Regions from separate parts of the Zea mays genome. Here region 1 is linked to region 2. A link is a contact called in public Hi-C data. All regions are on one chromosome and are shown on one strand. Each heading gives the region's core, a stretch centred on a gene start, on an enhancer-like site or on the middle of the called end of the contact. The rest is flanking DNA. Distances are from core to core; before and after follow the strand shown. Region 1 holds the start of LOC100383976. Region 2 holds the start of LOC100274464.

Region 1 (5,681 bases), core at 2,987-5,486, 140 kb after region 2:
ACTACTTCGCGCCAACGGTCGTCTGCATAAGGCATTAAATGCGCTATAGTGCGCGCCAGAGTCAGAGCAGAGCCAGATGGCGCACCGGACACTGAACAGTGCCTGTCCGGTGCACCACCGGACTGTCCGGTGGCCCAGAAGACAGAAGCTCCAACAGTCGGAATCCAACGGCCAAGTGACGTGGCAGGCGCACCGGACTGTCCGGTGCGCCATGCGACAGCAGCTTTCACCAAATGACTAGGTTGGTGGTTGGGGCTATAAATACCCCCAACCACCCACCATTCATTGCATCCATGTTTTCTGACTTCCCACACCTTACAAGAGCTATATCATTCAATACAAGACACACCAAAGAGATCAAATCCTCTCACAAATCCTTAGTTCATTCCAAATCAAATAGTGACTTGTGAGAGAGTGACTTGTGTTCATTTGAGCTCTTGCGCTTGGATTGCTTCTTTTTCTCATTCTTTCTTGTGATCAACTCAATTGTAACTGAGGCAAGAGACACCAATTGTGTGGTGGTCCTTGCGGGGACTTTGTGTCCCGTTTGATTGAGAAGAGAAGCTCACTCGGTTTAAGTGACCGTTTGAGAGAGGGAAAGGGTTGAAAGAGACCTGGTCTTTGTGACCACCTCAACGGGGAGTAGGTTTGCAAGAACCGAACCTCGGTAAAACAAATCCTTGTGTCTCACTCTTTATTTGTTTGCGATTTGTTTTTCACCCTCTCTCTCGGACTCGTTCATATTTCTAACGCTAACCCGACTTGTAGTTGTGCTTAAGTTTATAAATTTCAGATTCGCCCTATTCACCCCACTCTAGGCGACTTTCAAAAACCCCAAACCCTATTGTAGTCGCACCACGACAGAGCCACCAGATGCGCTAGCCACCAAGTCGTGGTCACGTCTTGCAGCCCCATGTGACATGGAGACACCAGCACCTCCGTTGCGCCATCTTACCTCCGCGACGTAGCTAGGTGCCCATACTTGACCGGTTAACTGTCATTGCATTGCGTTGCATTGCGTCTAGCCTCGTTGTTGCGTCATCCGACGTCCAAGGCTTCAATTCACCATAGTCAGGGTGTCACCGCGTGCCAGGATAGATAGCCAGGGGCAAGGTCCCATCGTGCCAATGTCCGCCCAATCTGTGGCCACCCGACCCTGACCTCCGACTCCCCTGCTTTGCCGCTTGCAATACTGGGCTACAGGTGGGGCATTAGTGATTGGAAATTCCAAAGAGGACAAGCAGCCAATTAGCAACTGAGCAACAACCAACAAATGTATTTCGATTTAAAAGTTTTGAAATAGTTATGTGAAATTTGAGCTTAGTAGACTAGTTATTGAATCAGTTATGACCATAGCTTGTGTACTTATTTATACACTATACATATATATATATTAAATATATATGTGATATGTCGATAGACATGTTTTAGTCTTCCAAAAGAATCATCCTACAAATTTTTTGAATACACACCCTCTAAATCCTAGGCCCACCACTGGTCAAGCGGTAGGGTTGTGCGCTCGCCTGGAAGTGCACCAAATGAGAAGAGGGATGGCTAGTCTGTACTCACCTTAGGACCACAATGTGAAATGGCTCGACGAAGGAGAATACCTCCTGCTCGAGGGGGTTGGGCGGGGTGGGGTGAGAACGACGGTTGTACCGACGAGAGTGGGGGGGGGGGTGGCGTGACGATCGCGACGCCAAAGCCGCGAGGAACAGAGGTGGGGGGCGTCGAACGAGGGTTAGGGCGGGGCATGGTGCACCAGATGTGGACGCCTACAGTCAAAACTTATAGAGTAGTAGAGATAGAGACACAATATTTAATATATACTTATACTTTATATATATATATATAATTCAAGGACTAAAACGACTAATATTTTTGGTCAGAATATTTTCAAATGAATAAATATAATAAGAATATTTTCAAATGAATAAATATAATAGACGCATATACTCCCTTGTACTAAAATATAATTTGTTTAGACTAATTATATATATTTTAAATCTATACTATCTACTAAGAGCATCTCCAACAACGTGACCTATAAAAATGCCTTATAATTTAAAAATAAGTAAATTTTATAGAATTTAGGGCACCAACAAAGCACTCCGCTCCAACAGTAAAGCCCCAAATCTAGATTATAGGGCAGCCCACTACGGTGTAGTATATTTGAGGCACTTGAGAGGGTGCCCTATAATTTTTTGACAAAATTTGTTGAATTGAGGCACTGTTGGAGTGATTTTTCCTGTGTAGAGCCCTATATTTCAATTTGAGGCACTAGTTTGAGGCATTGTTGGAGATGCTATAAGAGGCTAATGTAGGCCAGATTCGTGCCCCCGCCCGCCCTCTGCGTACATGCAAGCCTCTGCATACATACAAGCTCCGTCCTCTACGTACATGCAAGCCCAGCCAGCCACACATGCAACGAATGCAACTAAAGCTGCGCATACAACCGTGCATGCAAATGCCACCACTACATGCAAAGCCTGCATGTGCACAAGCGTGAATGCAAAGCCTGCTGCGCATGCGAGTGACTGAGCATGTGTTTGATACCCGGTAGGAATTATATGTTAAAAATAAATGTGCTAATCAGCACATGTGTTTGAACAGTTTCAAGGAACTAAACGGTAAAAATAAGATAAAATATATGTAAATAGGATTTGAACCATGATTATTTGCTTTAAACTCATATTCACATCCACCTAGCCACTAGAACACACACATTTTTTTTATTTTAAACTCTATACTCAAATATAATATAGAGACTTATGAAAAATAGGGGAAAAATAAAACCGGGTCATGATCAGGCCAACCATGATACTTTTTTACGTGAATTTGCTACCTTGATGATCTATATAGTTTTCAATGCATTTAATATCAGATATAACTATGACAACTACTTTTTAGTCGTTTTGGACCGAAAAATATAGATTGGTCAAGTCGTTTAGTAAAGCAACATATCACACATACTTGCAAATTGTTTCCACATCTTAATGAAATATATATCCGTATACAAATTAGCAAGTCAATTTTTAGAATAGTTCGTAGCCATCGGTTCAGAACTTTATGCGAAAGAATGTTGGCTCTACGTCTGCTTATGCGAAAGAATGTTGTCTCTTCCCTTTCCTATAGGAGGGTGAAATAAGTTTTACCAGCAGCGTCGTACCGGAGGTGCCAGTAGCCTTAGTGTACCAGTCGCTCCTCAAAATGGACTCACTGGCAGCAAAATATTCTCTAACGAGTTGACTCGCGTGCTCGACTGGGATTGTACTTTGTCTCTTCTGTCAACTGAGCTATGGTGAATTCTATCGACATCAACGTTAGCACGATGGTTCGCCCAACTGAGCATGTCCCCGGTCCACAAAACTATGTTGTTGAGAACCTCACATGTAGATTCATATTAGTTAACAATTTGCTTAAACAAACTAACACAATTGTTTGATCTATGCAGAAGATGGCACTAATTGTTTGATCTAAATGTTGCGAGATGCTCTCCAATAAAATTTACATGGTTGCCTCATGGTTTATGTAAGGAACCCGTGAATTTGAATGCGTACAGCTTCAGTTGCTCTGACTGCTTTTAGAGAATTCGTCTTTAGATGAGTTGAATATTGTTATATTACTTGTCTTTATGTAGTAATGTAGAAATCATGCCACAACATAAGAGGTCCATATTTGAGTGCTAAAATAATTTTGATAATCACAACTCACCATCCTCTTTCAATAGGCTTAGGATCTCCTTTTTATATTTTTCACCCTACAATGAAAAAATGTTATATGGAGGCCATGGTATATCATCATATCATGTATTATGAACTTAGGATTTGCCTATTTCAATTAACAATGGTATTGAGCCAATTTTGGTTGTTCGAAATGGTAGATTTCGATGTTTGTTATGATTGCTGAGTTGATTATTGATAGCATCACTAAATAGTGACATATGCTTGCACAAGTGTCCCCCGTTGCAACGCACGTGTATATACCTAGTAGTAATATATAAATGTAGTTTACATATATGTCTATATATATTATTATTTGAATGAATGTGAACGAAAATGTGAATTAGAAAAAACTATATTTTATAACGGATGAAGTATAATATACACTGAAGTATTATCATTAATTAACTAAAACGAACGAATTTTAATTTGGGATAGAGTCGGGAAACAAAAAGAAAACGATTAAACAAGCAATTAATAAACCCCGACCGGAAAAGGACATTGTTCTTTTCTGCGCCCCTACTCCACCCGCCGCCTCCGCTCCTCGCCGCCGCGCGGCGCGGCGACGTGCAATCTTAGGGTTCGTGAGAGGGTTCCCGAATCCTCCTTGCCGTGCACCACACCGTCCCCCTCCACCGACGCCGCTGCTTCCCATGTCGCTCCGATCCGGCGGCCGCCAGCTATCTTTCGAGCTTCTCGCGGGCGACCTCACCGCCGACGACCCGGACGACATCTCCCCGCGCTCCCTGCCCGATACATCGTCCGATGGGCAGCGCCGGCGCAGGAGGCGGTCTAAGCGCAAGCGTGGGTTCCGGAGCCCCCCGATCCAGGAGGCGGTTTCGGAGGGGGAGCAGCAGCCGCGCGTGGAGGGCGGCGGCAACTCGGCCGCGGCGTTCAGGGTCCTGGATCTGAAGTCGACTGCGGAGACGGTGTGCGAGAGCTCGGACGCGGAAAGGTCTGCGGCGAGCTGCGTGACCTATGTTGGCGTGGAGCTGAGGCAGAGGAGCGTCTCCGGGGGCGGGAGGGTGGTGGCAGCGTCCGCGGATGATGGGACCAGCAGCTGCGGAAGCAGCACGCGGGAGAGCGCCGCAGCTGCTGCGGCTGTGGCGGATGTGGCAGCCATGGCGTGGCGGCCTGAGGCAAATGGCGGCATGAAGAAGAAGCTGGAGAAGGAGTCGTCGCTGGACTGGGAGAAGTACATGAAGGACAATAACAAAATTCTCGGAGGTTCAGATCTCACTGTTCACTGTAATTCTGCAGAGCCACATGCCTTTTATTGTGATAATTTGATGGTCCTTTCACCACTCCTCGTTCTAGAGAACCCCTGAATTTCTTAGATGGTCTTGCTTCATTTCTGTGATATGAACAAAGTAGAACATGACATGCTGCCTGTGAAGTTTGTTGCATCCTAGAGAATTAGAGCATTAGGCTGGAAAGACGTCACAGTCTGAAATACTAATTGCTGGTCCATTCTTGGCGGATTTTGATATCTGACTAAATTTGGGAGATCTGATCACAAAACAGAATAATGGATTTAGTGGACCAATTTTCATTGCACTGGTAGATTCAAATTGAATTCTGATTTAATACCATGCTATTGTATATTGAGTTAACAAGCCCTAGATATGCATATTCACACATCTATAAACCATTTGCTGTTGCAGAATTTGAGCGCCTTGACAAATCACCATTCAGATACTTTCTTGGGGAACTATATGGTGGCAATTCACTGAGAAGCACAATTGCAGTGGGCAATGAGAAGAAGCGGCAGCGGGTGTACAACACTATGTTTCATGTCCCATGGAGATGTGAACGGGTATGCATCTGCACTTCTAATGGCAATACTTGTGTAAACCTCATGTATGTTATTTGAACTTTCGAGTATTGATGCTGTTCTAGTTTATTATCTTGCTTGGTGTCAGGCATTGCTGGAAAATGGATCCAATATGCAAGAGTTAT
Region 2 (5,375 bases), core at 2,621-5,120:
TTACAGTTAAGAAACACTGAACAAGCAACATCTTAGTAGGGTTTTTTTTTTTTTTTTTTGCACAAGTGGTTCAACTCAATTTTAAATCAATCTGTATCTAACGAAGGAAGTTGTATTCTGTTTCTGTAGTACTCAAGTAGACACAAGTACAGTAGTACTCCATTCACACACACACAGTAGTTTAGAGCAGCAATGCTGGTAGCACCACTCTTTCTCCAAACTAAGAAAGAAAGAAAACCTGGTAATAACACGGGAGCAACTTTCAGAAAATTTACATGGCGCTATGGCTGATAAGCGCATTTGTTTTGATCCACTGCATCGACGAAAAAGAATAAATCTATATATAGGACGAGCTGCAAAAGAATTACGTGCGACAACGATTGGCATTCGGTTTTGTGGATCAGACAGCCTGGAGCTTCTGTTCATCCACTGATTCCAAAGGCAGAACTGCGGGCTCCCATGAAGAGGGCTCGTCAAGATGGATCTTTGCATAATCGCTCACCAGCCCATTCCTCTCCTCCCACATGATGGCCTTTCTCTCCTCCTCGGCTCTCTCTACCTTGTCTTTGGCCATGGAGGTCATGTCACCTGCCGCTTTTGTTACCAAAGTGAATGCACTTGTTAGCCAAGAGGCACCAACTGAGACATATTGGTTACTCAGTATAGCAGAACCTGCAAAGCTGGCTTTCTGCTCAGCAGCAGCCAAGGCAGACTTTGTGAGTTCTGAGACCTGGTAGCGTTCATCCACCTCCTTGACCTTGCTGCCAACAATGGCCCTTCCCAGATTGATCTTTTCACTCAGGCCATACTGGCGGTCTAGAGATGCAACAGTGGCAGTAGCATTGGATAGGATATTGTGACGCTCGTCGAAGGATCTTGCCAAGTTGAGAGCATCTTTGCTGAGCACAAATCCCTTGGCCAACATGCTGCTGACAACATCTTCTGCCTTCCTGACTGCTGATTCAGTAGAGACGTTTGCTCCCTTAAGATGCAAACAAAGGTAAAAGAAGTATATCAACACATATTCAAGGTACCCATCCAAATTAACTATCTGATTCATCGGTATTTTTGTCACTACAGTACTACACGTAGTTTTAGTTTGTATAATAATTGTATAGAACTGAAACACTTTCTCCTCATTCTCTGCAGTGCTGAATTATTTCTTGATAATGTGAAAAACTGCCTTAAACCCAAATACTCCTCTAACAAGAATAACTAGTTTGTGCAAAGAAATTATTAATAGACTCGCTCTTTATTTTAGGATATAAATGTAATCTTATTACAATAGATGACCATATGTCAGTTAATTTCTTCAGAATTGATGTAACTTGAAATGTTGAACATGTCTAAACATGTAAAATATTCTCACCGATAATTGTTTGTGTGCTTCAGGAGGCAGCTGATAGTTCTCAGCAGGAGTTATAATGACAGCACGATCAACAATTGTTGCCCCCTGTTGACAAGCAATCAAATTATTGATAGTCGTATATTAGACAAAAAAAGATGAGATGAAATAGTATCAAACAGAAAGTTAAGCTGTCTAAGTGCAACAGAAAGAACTAAATCCGTAAGCTAAGAAATGAGTTGCAGGAACTTGAACATACCGAGAGAAGAACAGCAGTGTCTGCTCCCTGTGAGTCTTTAAATGTGACATAAGCAAGCTGTGACCATTCAGATTCACTGATGAAAACAGAAGCAAATATTCAATATTTAAGAAACCTTACGCCAGTATTCTAATGCATATACAACAAGTTTAAGTGCTGTCAATTACCTTTGCATTTCAACATATTCTATATCCCCAGAGAAACTAAAGAACTCTGTGAGCTCTCTTTTCAAAACATTTAATGAAAGGTTGCTAACTTTTACCGTTTTCACCTGAAAGAAAAGATGAACAGATCAGATTAAATCTTTGGCTTAATAGGACCTACTCCCTGTATCCTGAAATACAAAGTATTTTAAGAATTCTAGGACATATTTATGTGGTAAAACAAATGACGCATGTAACCCTTCGAGATCACCTTTATTTGGGTTGGTGATAGGCATTAATAGTAGGTATGCATGTAAATGTTGCCCTTTCAGGATTAGTTCACTTAGAATCCCATATAATTTGGGATAAATATTGAATGGTCGGGTATCTTGTATTCTAGTAGGACATGAATAGGTACATGGCAGTAAAAAAGCTATCATGATTGTGGTGATTACACATCACTGAATTAGGGGACATTAAAATCAACACATTTCAGGCAGAAAGTGAGAAAAAAAATCAAAAGTTCTAACTGACATAAGTACAAACTGAAGGCAGCTGTCAGACAGAAGAGGATGATTTACTGAAACTGAAAGGTGTCTACTGTAAGCTGTAACTGTTATTGACAGTAGCTCATTAGGGTAAACACTACCACGAATATAGCTACGCAGAGTCAGCTTGGAGGGCACTAGACTATTGGGGACACTTGCACATGGGATTAATTCTTCTTCATTGCTTGATTTCAAATTAGCACTGTTAGGATCAATATCAAGCTGTTAGTTCATCGTTTGATATGGATCCAGTCTTAATGTCTTATTATTATGTTGGGTCTTAGTAACCAGGTTCCCAGATCTGATCGAGGAACGGGAACATGGTACACAGTATGGTACTAAAACTAGGTTTTAACACTACGGGGACGATATTATTCTCACGTTCCCAAAACGGAACGAACGTCGTCACATTACCAGGACCACCAGAGGAATTAACAGTAGTATTCATTAGCCTGAAACATAAACCCCAAAAAAGGCACATAGAAAGGATTGAACAAAACAGCAAGGATTGTGCAAGTGAATGAGTGCATCTCAATGGAGCCGTGGCCCATGGAAATGCAGAAATCTGCAGTTTAGTATTCGCAGCCATTGCAGGCATCATCGATTGCTAACCCTGGCGCGAAATTTGACAGGAAGCATGCCCAACGAACCTGAAGATTGGATCTAGTGATCTAATCGCCTCTTATCAAGACGGGGCTGTCAATTCGAGTTAATGACAAGCATAGTAACTTGTACTAGCAGTAGAGAACAGCAGGCATCCAATTTGGGAGACATGGACCTGAAAGGAAAATGGGAAAAAAGGTGCAGCCAAATAGCCAATCGACATGTCCTCAACCAAGCACACCATGCCACCAAACTACAGAATCCAACGACAAACACACGAAACCGCGGGTGGACTCAATTTGCGCCCAGAGTTTCCTAGCAGCGGCGGCAGGCTTCCGGAGGAACGGCGCGCACGCATGATGCACGAAATGTCCAAATCCACCAGAAAATCTGCAACCACCGTCCATACGGGAGCAATGCAGTCGCGGCAGAATGCCTATCCCACTAGCAGCGACTCCCAATCCAAACCAAGCAAAACCTCCTCGGAAACGCCTCCGGTTGCTAATCGCCTAAGCCTGCCCTGAGCCCACGGCCGACCACGTCGAGTACAGCCGCCGCCACGGAGCAGCAGAAGCCAGAGAGGGTCGCAGGAGGCGGTGCTCACCTCCATCCTCCCGGCCCGGGGGACGGGATCTCGCGGCGGGGTTTCCGAGGCGGGCGGCGAGCCAGGTGGCTGGAAGCGAGCCGAGCACGTCGTCGCGAGGAGGTGGGTGGGAGTCCGCCCGTCCGCCGGCCTGGGGTTGTGGGGATTTGCGCCGTGTCGGCGAGCGGAAGAAAGAGGACGACTTTGCGGGGCGCGTGTTTTTATTTTCGTTTACGAGGCGCGTGAGGTGTAAGACCAACCGGCAGGTTGGCTATGGTTCCGGCCGCGACCGCCCGTTGGAATGCCACGGGTACTACTACGCCACTGGTGGTGGTTCTCGCAGGCTCGCAGCTGTGTTGTGTAGCCACGGCTGCGGGCGCCGGGCGAAAGCTCCGGCTGCACGAAGCGTTTCGGCGGCGGTGGGAGCGATGCCATTTGGTGGTTCAGTGGGCACACAAACGGAGCTTTGAAAATTTTCACGAGAGAAACCACTACAGTAAAGAAGCTCTTTCTATATTATAAATATATACAGTAAAAATCTTAGGAATGACTCTAGCAGGAGGGGCTTAGAGCAACTCCAATAGTTCTCTAATAGACTTCCTAAATCAACAATTTAAGTAGTTAACACAAAAACTCATATCCAACAGTTTTCTAAATGAACTTTCTAAATTTAACAACTTCTCATCTAACCTTATTTCCTCTCTACATTTGGCAACCATTTAGCAACCCCCTTGTCGGGGACCATAATTAGGGGTACCCTCAAGACGCCTAATTCTCAGCTGGTAACCCCCATCGGCATAAAGTTGCAGAGGTCTGATGGGTGCGATTAAGTCAGGGATCAGTCCGTACGAGCGACTCGATCACGCCTCGCCCGAGCCTAGCCTCGGGCAAGGGCAGCCGACCCCGAGGGATTTCCGTCTCGCCCGAGGCCCCCCTTTAACGGCGGACACATCTCCGGCTCGCCCGAGGCCTTGCCTTCGCTAAGAAGCAACCCTGACTAAATCGCCGCACCGACCGACCGAGTCGCAGGAGCATTTAACGCAAAGGTGGCCTGACACCTTTATCCTGACGCGCGCCCCCCGGCAGAGCCGAAGTGACCGCCGTCACTTCGCTGCTCCACTGACCGGTCTGACAGAAGGACAGCGCCGCCTGCGCCACTCCGACTGCAGTGCCACTTGACAAAGTGAGACTGATAGGCAGTCAGGCCTTGCCAAAGGCGCCATAGGAAACTCCGCTCCGCCCGACCCAGGGCTCAGACTCGGGCTAAGCCCCGGAAGACGGCGAACTCCGCTCCGCCCGACCCAGGGCTCGAACTCGGGCTAAGCCCCGAAAGACGGCGAACTCCGCTCCGCCCGACCCAGGGCTCGGACACGGGCTAGGCCCCGGAAGACGGCGAACTCCGCTCCGCCCGACCCAGGGCTCGGACTCGGGCTAGGCCCCGGAAGACGGCGAACTTCGCTCCGCCCGACCCAGGACTCGGACACGGGCTAAGCCCCGGAAGACGGCGAACTCCGCTCCGCCCGACCCAGGGCTCGGACTCGGGCTAGGCCCCGGAAGACGGCGAACTCCGCTCCGCCCGACCCAGGGCTCGGACACGGGCTAAGCCCCGGAAGACGGCGAACTCCGCTTCGCCCGACCCAGGGCTCGGACTCGGGCTCAGCCCCAGAAGACGACGAACTCCGCTTCGCCCGACCCCAGGGCTCGGACTCCGCCCAGGCCTCTGTCGAACAATCTCCGCCTCGCCCGACCCAGGGGCTCGGGCTCGGGCTCGGCCTCGGCCATGGAAGACAGACTCGACCTCGGCTTCGGAGGAGCCTCCACGTCGCCCGACCTAGGGCACAGGCCCGCCACGTCAACAGGAAGCACCATCATCACCCTGCCCCGAGCCGACTCG

What was found. Hi-C and Micro-C count contacts between places; a contact is called where the count stands out from the background.
Region 1: a Hi-C map of leaf shows a contact between it and region 2, with 6 times the contacts expected there. The contact joins the promoter of LOC100383976 here to the promoter of LOC100274464 in region 2. A contact is called at or near these places in 3 of 25 Hi-C or Micro-C datasets (ear, leaf and tassel).

The regions. Positions count from the first base shown.
Region 1 is chr5:11,178,564-11,184,244 of Zm-B73-REFERENCE-NAM-5.0, forward strand. It overlaps LOC100383976, which reads left to right and starts at 4,237. Exons shown (of 11, transcript NM_001362236.1): 1 at 4,237-4,949; 2 at 5,387-5,538. The coding sequence starts at 4,376.
Region 2 is chr5:11,039,076-11,044,450 of Zm-B73-REFERENCE-NAM-5.0, forward strand. It overlaps LOC100274464, which reads right to left and starts at 3,871. Exons shown (of 5, transcript NM_001148823.1): 1 at 3,503-3,871; 2 at 1,772-1,875; 3 at 1,605-1,680; 4 at 1,370-1,453; 5 at 241-982. The coding sequence starts at 3,508. The coding sequence ends at 401.